Linked DNA regions of Mustela erminea: region 1 is linked to region 2. The links are chromatin contacts, called in public Hi-C maps. All regions are on one chromosome and are shown on one strand. The core of a region is the stretch at or near the end of the contact, and the rest is flanking DNA. Distances in the headings are between cores, read along the strand shown.

What was found. Hi-C and Micro-C count contacts between places; a contact is called where the count stands out from the background.
Region 1: a contact with region 2 is called in a Hi-C map of fibroblasts, with 4 times the contacts expected there. The contact joins the promoter of WDR87 here to the promoter of DPF1 in region 2. A contact is called at or near these places in 2 of 3 Hi-C or Micro-C datasets (fibroblasts and spleen).

What each region holds. Positions count from the first base shown.
Region 1 is chr19:16,483,218-16,487,736 of mMusErm1.Pri, forward strand. WDR87 (WD repeat-containing protein 87) reads left to right here and starts at 3,197. Exons shown (of 6, transcript XM_032326307.1): 1 at 3,197-3,361. SIPA1L3 (signal-induced proliferation-associated 1-like protein 3) reads right to left here and starts at 2,613. Exons shown (of 21, transcript XM_032326312.1): 1 at 2,438-2,613.
Region 2 is chr19:16,233,150-16,238,023 of mMusErm1.Pri, forward strand. It overlaps DPF1 (zinc finger protein neuro-d4), which reads left to right and starts at 1,913. Exons shown (of 11, transcript XM_032325936.1): 1 at 1,913-2,086. The coding sequence starts at 1,944.

The sequences.
Region 1 (4,519 bases), core at 1,947-4,446, 250 kb after region 2:
ATTTACCACCTGACAACTGCAATGTCTGAAAAACAGGCTCACATTTAACTCTTAGACCATTCCACACAGACTGCTAAAAAACCATGTGCTGTTGTCACTAACAATTAAGACCAAGATTTTTTTAAAAGTCACTGCTTCATTTCCTCAGATCAAAAAAAACACTTAGGTAAATTTGGTAGCCATCACAAATGTGACTGGGATCACGGGTTCCCATCATCAAATGAAATCACAATGACAGGTTTCTGCCAACAGACTTAAACCTACACAGGGATATAATAAATTCCCTTCCCAGCCTCTTCCCCGGCATGTGCGCTGCCTCCCAAATGTCCAGGATGGCTGCCTTCCCATACAGGATATTCTAACTCACTGACACACTATAACTTTTGAGAAAGAAATGAACAACTCACCCACACTGGTAAAAATGGGCCCCCTCAGAAACCAGGACTTTACGCCACACATGTGGCCACTGCAGTCAGGCCAAGTCGATATTGTCTTCTCCGACCCTTAATAATGTTTTACAGGCATTAATCTCTGGTGATCTAAAAGAAACAACTCAACCTTGTCAGAAAAGGCCATCTCCAGTGGCCAAGGTGGACTTTTGGTGCCCACGAGATGGGAGACCATGATGGGCCAATGAAATGGTGTTTCTCTGAAATGGCAGCTCCATCCCTCTTGCTAGTCAGCTGGACCTCGGAAGGCTGGGGGAGAAGTGCAAGTCCCAAGCGTCTGGCTCAGGCAACTGGGTCACAGTTAACCCATTTGCCCAGATGGTGACTCCTGGGTCTGGGAGAAGTTTAGGTTGAACATGTTGAGTTCATGGTGCCCAAGGGAGAGTCACCAGGGGACATCAAGAAAGCAGAGGCTCTACATCTGGAGCTGGAGCTCAGGAGGTTAATACGGATTTGAGACAGGGTCAAGTGCTTGCATCCCTGGGGTAGTACATAAAGCACTGGGGTGAATGTGCTGGCTTGGGGGGAGGAGTGTGGGAGAGGTAAGCAGAGGGCTGCTGACCGCAGGCCAGTACCATCTTTTCTCAGGCTCTTACACAGCACCTGTTTCAAAATTTAATCTTTGGTGAATAAAAATTGGGGTGAGGCACTAACTTCATCCCTGCTCTGTTCTGCATATAAACAGAAGCAGCAAAAGCCTATTAAGAGAAACAAGCTATGTTTATTAAGTGCTTACTACGCACCCTGCCCTGTGCTAAACGCTACACATGAATTATATCCTGGAATCATCAAAACAGCCCTGGCACGAAATCCTGTGACTACCATTTCACAGATGGGACACTGAGGCTGGGAGTGAATGTGTGGGGGAGCTCGGGGCTGTCATGTCACAGCCCACAGTTAGACAGTCTCTGGGCCAGATGGAGAACATTGAAGAAGAACAATTATAATACATAAGAGCTGCTACTTAGTAGGAGATGGCTCTGGACTAGGAATACCATCTCAGCAAATCCTTACAACCCGCTGAGACTGATGTTGTCATCCCATTTTACAAACAAGGAACCTGAGGCTGCGGAAGAGGAAATCAACTAGATCAGAGGTCCCCCAGCCCCCGCCCCCGTGGGTCAGACCTAGACTAGAGCCAGAGCCCCACCCTCAGAGGGTCTCAGGGTCGCAGGAAAAACGCTGAATAAATGGTACCATTTATTGAATGCTCACTATGTGCCAACTGCTGCTCTAAGCACTTTACACACAATATTCTCGCTTCATCCTCAAAACTCCATGAGGTGGCTAATATTGAAATCCCCATTTTACAGATAGGGAAACCGAGCCGCAGAGAGGTGAAGCCAGTTGCCCAAGGTCACATGGCTGATAAATGGCACAGCTTAAATTTGAATCTGGGTCTCTGCCTCTCAAACCAAAGCCCCTGAAATAATTTCGATTAACAGGAGCTACTCTCCACTGAGTACTAACTACGGACTCGGCCCTTTACATGCATACCCTCAACTAACCCAATGCTGTAGATGTTAACACCTTCACCCAATTTCATTGGAGCCAACAATAGCGCAAACACGTAGTAAGTGCCTTCCATGTGCCAAACGCCTTATTCGCCATATCTCAACATCTCAACAGAATCCCCAGCAAAAGACACTCTTATTCCCGTTTTACCGAAGGGGAAACTGAGGTTCGGTGCGGTTTCCCTAGATCGCAGCTCCCGAGTGGCAGAGGCAGGACACGAACCCACCGCTACCCGACTCCCACTCCATGCTCTTCCATACATTGCTGGTAGCACGTCTCGAAAGTTGAGCCATGCAGGCACAGGTCTGGCCAGGTCCGGAGGGCGCGAGTCCCGGCGCCGCCGCCCCCCACAACCGGTGCCCACACCCGGCCGTCCGCCGGGTCTCCAGCCCGCGCTGACCCTCGGGGTCCGAGTGGACACCGATTCCCCGCCACCCTTGCGTGAGGCCGCCCCGGCACCCGAACCCACATACCTGGGCGTCCCGGCTGCCCGCCCCGCGGGCCCCACGACCGCAGCGTCCGGCTCCGCGCCGTTCGCTGGAGACACCGCCAGCTCGGGTGGCCCGAGTGACTTCCAGGCTGCCCACTTCCAAGCCTTCTTCGCGCGAAGCCTTCTGGGAACTGTAGTTTCGCCCCAGGCAGCAGCAAACGGGAGAGAAGGGGGAAAAAAAAAAAAAAAAAAAAAGCCTAGCGCGCAGGTATTGCCGGGACCAGTAGGCGCAGCCCCGCGCCGCCTTCTGGGAATGGTAGTCCACCTGTCGCCTCCGTGCCGCTCCAGTCTCCAGAGCACTTCCGCAGCCCCGAGGGGCGTGAGGGATGGAGGCGTGTCTTCTGCAGACTCCAGCCCCGTGGCAGAGCTCTGCGCTCTGCAAGAGCGGCTTTTCCCTTTCTCCCAGCCCTGTCTGCCTCCACCCTTTCTCTGGCGGACTCACCCCCTCTCTCCGCTAGGCGCGAGGTACTTACCCCGAGGGCGCGAGCCTCGGGAGAGGCGGGGACAGCGGAGCTGTGCGCTAGACCCCCAGTGGAGGGGAGCGGCAGTGGAGGGCGTCTTTGCGCGCTCGCGCACGCGCGCTCGCCGGCCAACACCGGCCTAAATGCCGCGGGCCCCCGCGGGGGAGACTTTTTTTTCCCTTTCGAACGCGCGCGCGCGCGGAAGCGCGCGCTGAGCTTCTTCCTACCGGGCGCGCGCGAGTGCGCACGCGCGCTCACTCCCTTCGCCTGGGTCTGTCTACTGGGCGCGGTGTTGGAGGGTAACCGCTCGGTTCGCGGAGTCTTCCCGCGGCATCCCCAAGGTCGCTATCCAGGCGCTCCTTGTAGGTCTGCTCCTTCACACAGGAGCTCCCGGGTATCTCCACACACGCTGTACCCGTCCCTTGTCGGGAGTCCTGTCGTCGCAGGTAATAGGCAAGGATGGCTCCAGCCTTGAACACGCGGTCACGCCCTCCTTCCCACGCACGCCAAGGGCCGGGACGCCCGAGCTTGTAGGGACTCGGGTGTGGTGGCCTCTCGCCGGCCGAGGCATCTCCAGAGCTCTTTCCTCCATGGGAACCTCGGGACCACCATCCAGAGGGCTGCCCTGGAGGCCCTGTGAGCCACCTTTCAGTCGTTGATCACACATTCTGAGGGTGTCTGGTGTTAATGTTGAGTACCTACTGACTGGGAATTTTGTTCAAATTTAGTTCACCTGCAGAAATAATCAAGAATCCGACCCTTAAAAAAAAAAAATGGATGTTACTTCAACTCCATAGGGGTTACCCAGGGGATTGCTGAAGCGCAAGGTCCTCGAGCAAGAAAACCCAGTCAATAACATTGCTTCCTCCAAGAAGATGCTCAGTAAGACTCGAAACTGGAAGCGTATATTCTTCCTGGGAGAGGGCAGAGGGTCATTCATTTGCACATTCATTCAACAGAACTGTATTTAGCCTCTACTTCATGCCAGGCTGGGTGATTGTGGGACAGTGGGAAGTTAAGACAGGGTTCCTACCTGAGGGAGCTAAGTCCAGTGGGGGTATCAGACCATCACCAGAGAGAGACAATCTAAAGCAAGACTATCTGACACAATTATAATGCAACCACATATGCCATTTTAATTATTACATTAAAAAATTAAAGGAATGGTTGAAATTAATTTTATATTTTATTTAACCCACTATATCCAGAATAAGTTATGCTTAAATGAGAAAACATTTACATGGCTCCAATTTTAAAATTTCATTTAACTAAAATAAAATTAAAACTCTGAGGCATAAACAAAGATACTCATTTGTGGCATGGGTTGTTGTAGCAAAAGGTTGGAAACTGCCCAATGTCCATTAATAGAAGGTTGGATAAATAAATGATCAATACCATGCCGCTGGCAAATGCTGAAAAATGAGACCGAGCTATATGTATTAATATGAGTTCATCTGTAAGATATATTAGGTGAGAAAGAGGTGCAGAACAGTGTGTAGTGCACCACTATTTGTAAGGGTTATCTTTCACATACACACTTGGGTATGTACAGAACAGCTGTGGAAAGATACAACCACCGTTACCTTTGTGAAGGGGAAACAAAG
Region 2 (4,874 bases), core at 663-3,162:
GCCGGCACCTCTGTGTCCAGCCTTCCTGTTCAGAGCTAGGGACTATAATAGTCTAGAAAGGAGTGAAGGTGCTTGTGAACCTCTCCCTTCTCTTCGTCTTTAGCTCCAGACACCCTGCTGGGGGCTTTCCTTAATACAGTATATTCGTTCAGGCTGTCCTCGTGTCTGTGTGCAGGAGGGCACAGTCTGGAGCCCGCCTTTGCTGGCTGCGTGCCTCAGAGCTAGAAGGTGGGGAGAGACATGGAGCAAAACGTCTGTTTGATCCGCTGATTTGTTCAACAAATAATTATTGCGCATTTACTACTTTTCAGGCCCTGTTCTAGGCAGTGGGAAGACAGCAGCGGATGGGACAACAAGCTCTGCCCTCACAGAGCTGATATTCTAATGGGTGGAGACAGATAGTAAGTCAAATAACTAAACAGGTCTACTAAATGATGACAAACTATGATAAGTATTGAAGGAAAAAGCAATTGAGAGGACAGGGTGATAGGGGAGGCCATTTTACCTGAGGCTGCATCTGAGGAGGGGACATTTAGTGAGAAACCTGAATAAAGCGAGGGATGGGGCCATGTGGATATCTGGGACAGGAACATTCTAGGCAGAGAGAAGAGCAAGTGCAAAGATCCTGTGGCTGACAGAGGACTGGTACCTTCCAGGAACAGGGAGGAAGTCAGTGTGGCTGGAGCAAAGTCAGCCAAAGGAAGGGGAGAGGGAGATGAGGTCAGAAATTGGAGGAGGGTTGCGGAGGGGATCAAGTAGGGCCTTGAGGGCAGAGGGAGGGCTTTGCATTTTATTCTAATTGTGAAAGAAGCCACTGGAGGTTTTGAGCTAGAGAGCATTGTGATGCCATATGTTTTAGGTAGCCCACACTGGCTGCGGCAGGGAGGACAGACTGGGAGCTGTCCAGGCAAAGACAGTGGTGGATGGTGCCAGGTGGACGCTGGGAAAGGGGAGGACTAGGTGGATCCTGGATCTGTTTTGTGAATGTAGAGATAACAGGATTTGCTGATGGGCTTGGTGTGTGTGTGTGTGTGTGTGTGTGTGTGTGTGTGTGTGTGAGAGAGAGAGAGAGAGAGAGAGAGAGAAGAGAGCCAATGATTGATTGCACTTAGAACAAAATCCATTTTCTTTGTAATGTCCTACAAGGCTCTACATGATCTGGGTCCTTGCTCTCTCCCCAACCTTGTCTCTCCCCTCGCTCACTCCCCTCCAGTCACAGCAGCTTTCTTACTGGTCTTTCCCTTGTCAAAGCTCGTTCCCTTTCCCCTCCTGTTGCCTGGCTGGAACTTCTCATGTCTCAGCTTGAATGCCATCTCCTCAGAGAAGCAACTTTATAGCATTCATAATTCTCTAAAATGATTTTGTCTCTTTATTTTCTTCTTTATCACCTATCTGTCTTTCTCCATGAAAAGGTCAGCTCCTTGAGGGCAGCGACTTTGTTGGGTCACTGCTATATGCCACCGTGTCCAGAAGAGTGCCTGGCACCTGGCAGGCACTGAATAAGTGAACAAAGGCAGTGGTTAACCCCTGTGCTTGTCTACACGTTGGCTTACACAGAAGAGACACCAGACCCGCAAGCACAGACAAGGATACACGACAGATCCTCGGGTCATCCACATACCCAGAGGAGACCCAGAGGCCAGGGACCACCTGCTCCCACGCCGACGGGTCCTGGAGGATGGAGAGCCCGAGATGGGAATGGAGCACCCTCAGGGAGGAGTAAAGGATGCTCTGGGACGAGTCCAGCCCCGCCCTGTATCCTCAGCAGCCAATGGGCGTGTGGTCCTCCCGGCGCCCCCTGGGACGTGTAGTCCGGCCAGGGGCGCCCTCGGGCGCCGCCGCGCGCCCCTAGACTCCACGTCCCGTCGTGCGCCGGGAGGTGCGGGGATTGGCCGAGCCCCGCCCCCGGCCCGCCCCGCTCGGCTCGCGCCGCAGCCCCAAGAATGAATGAAATCGTAGCGCGCTGGGCGGCAGAGCGGGCGGCGCAGGCCGGGCTGGGCCCGCGCGCGGCGGCAGCAGCGCCCCGGGCCGGAGGCGGCCCAGCCGAGCGGGCCATGGCCACCGCCATTCAGAACCCGCTCAAGTCGTGAGTGTCCCCGCCGTCCACGTCCCTCCATCCTGCCCCCATCCCCGGCCCTTCCCCCGCCCTCGCTGGGGAAGGGGACGCGGCGCTCGGAAGGTAGTTTAATGGGGAACCGCAGAGCGCCCCCCCACCCCTGGGGGGACCCGCCGCCCCTTGTTGTCCCCTGGGGTTGGGGGCGGGAGCCCCTTCAGGGTCGCGGGGGCGTCTCTTCTTTGTCGCTGTCAGTGAAGGAATGTGGCGCGGGCTGGGGGGTGGCGGAGGCTGTTTCCCCACCCAGAGTGGGGGTAGGGGCTTCCCTCTCCTCCTCCTCCATCTCTCCTCCTCCGCGCCTCCGGGGGCGCGGGGCCTGCCCCGGCATAGGGCTGGGAGTACGGACGCTTAAGTCCAGACCTCAGTCTCCGGGGTCCTAACCACCTTCTTTCCTCACATCAGAACCTTTCTCTTTCCCCCCTCTTTCTCTGGGGCCTCGGCTCGCGCGACCGCAGGGTGGGAGCTGAGACGTCGGGGGTCCTGTCTCCCCTTTTTCCTCCCCCGGTCTTCAGGACCTAGAAGCTCTGACGACCAGGTCAGCTTAGACCGTGGGATCGCTCCTTCTTCCTGCCCATAGACACCTAACAAGAGCATCTCTCATCCTCTTGGGGACCGGATGCCTCTGGAGAGGATGCTGGCAGCGCCCTCAATCTCGGGGGATTCCCTCCCTTTCTCCCTGTCCGCGTCCCTCCTCCGAGCGTTAGCTTCCTCCTGGGCCCGACAGCTGGGAACCTGGACGCCTGGGTTCAAGCCCAGCCCTGTCCCATCCCTCCCCTGTCCTAGCCATCCCTCGCTCTGGCCACCTCTCTTCTTTTTTCTTTCTATCTCTCTCTCGCGCTCCCTCTTCGGGATCCCGGACTCCCGGGTCCCAGCGCTCCCCACCCCCTTTCCTCTGGCGGTGACAGCGGGCTCAGAGTGACAGGCGCGCGGCCGTTCCCGCCCTCCCTCCTCGGCTGGCGAGCGCGGCACTCCCCTCCCCCTCCTCCCGGGCCTGGGGGAGGAGTCGGAGGGCGAACGCCCGCGGCGCCGCACAAAGGGGCTGGGGCGACCTGCCCCCCAACCCCGCTTCCCCTAACCGGTAGCGCTCGCCGCCTTGACCTTGAGCAACGCGTGCTGGCGGGTGGGGAGGGAGAAGGGGCGGGAGCGCCCCCCACCCTCCCCAGGGCTGTGTCTCACGGCCGGACCCAAGGCCTCCAGTGGTTTCTGGTTTCTGGCAGGGGCCTGTTGGGAGAGGAGGGGGAGGAGGGTGTCAATAGGCACGCGCCCACATGCGTGGCTTTGCGGTGAGCCAGAGAGCATACAGGGTGTGTGTGCGGAACTGGGGTCAGTGTGAGGAGGTGTGTGATGGTGACAACCTTCTGCTTCCCTCTCACTCTCTTACACACACACAGATGTGTCTGCTATGAGGAACACCCTCGAGCGGGCTGGGACAGGGTTCCTGTACAGGTTGGTGGATCTCCAGGCACTCTGGCCTCCTCACCCTGACCCTGGAGCCCAGACCTTTCGGAGGAGGCCAAAGGAAGCGCTGGAATGGGAGTGCCAGAGCCATTACTTGCCCTTCTCTGCTCTCATCCTGGGAAAGGTCTGCAAGCAAGGTTGAGGGTTGAGGGTAGGAACTGGCTTCTGAAGGAAGGTGAGAGCCAAATCCTCTTGAGGGTGGGAGAGTGGACCGTGCAGGCGCAGAGGTTCTGACTGCCCAGTTTCAAACCTCATCCTTTGCTATTAATTCACTCCCCTTCTCCCCCTCCTCCAGAGCCTGAGTGTTACCATTTGTGTATTGGGGAATCATAACAGTGCCTATGACCTCAAGGGGCTGTTGTGGTCTTTGTAAAGCACTTGGTACAGAGCCTGACTCTGCCTAAATACACTAATTATTAGTAGTAGCATCAATATTGGTTTCTCACGTGGTCCACTGTCCATGTGGGGTATTACAGGGGCCTGGAGGCCAGAATGAGGTTAGGTGGGAGTGGTAGCATGCTTCTCTGCTCTCACCTTTTGAGGGGTCTGCAGGGATGAGGGTGGGCGCTAGGGCGAGGAGGACTGCTTCGGCAAGGGAGTTCAAGTGTGGAAGAGGGATCTGTGAAGGTGACCAGAGGCAAGAAAAGGGAGGGAGTTGTCAGTTGGTGTCAGCTCTGCGGGTCAGTTGTGCTGCTAGACAAGGGCCACCAGGGAGGGGATGGGCTATATTCTATACTCAGGCCCCAAACTGGTCAAACTGATGTAAGTGTTCTGGGGTGGGGCAGGAGGGAGTGGAGTGTCTGAGGCTGGAGGTGTGGGGAGCAAGTGTAATGTGTTGGGGGACCTGTGAGGGTGGTGGGAGGTGTAAGAGGAAGGTGGCAAGGGCATTCTGGGACCTGAGCTGATGGGCAGGGAGGGGGGCGTGTGAGGGCTTTCTGCGGGTGAGGTGTGGGGTGGCCGGTATAGGAGCCTGGAGGCCAGCATGAGCCTGGGGGTACCAGCATCCCTGACTTACTCCCCTTGCCACCTACTCTAGGCCAGATGTGAAGCCGAGACCCACTGGGTCCTGTTGGGAGTGGGGGAGGGAGAAGGTCAAGGCCTTACCTGGGGGAGATTGGGGGAGAGTTTGTGGAAGGGGTCTAAGACTAAGGGTGTGTGTGTTTAGAAGTGATAAGTGTGGAAGACACTGAGGGTGTCTCTCACCAGAGAGTAAGTGGAGGCATCAAGTGACAAAAGAGGTGAAGGCTAGTCTGCCTCTCTGTCAGCTGGAGAGCCCCCTGGTGGACAAGGACATTTGTGGGCG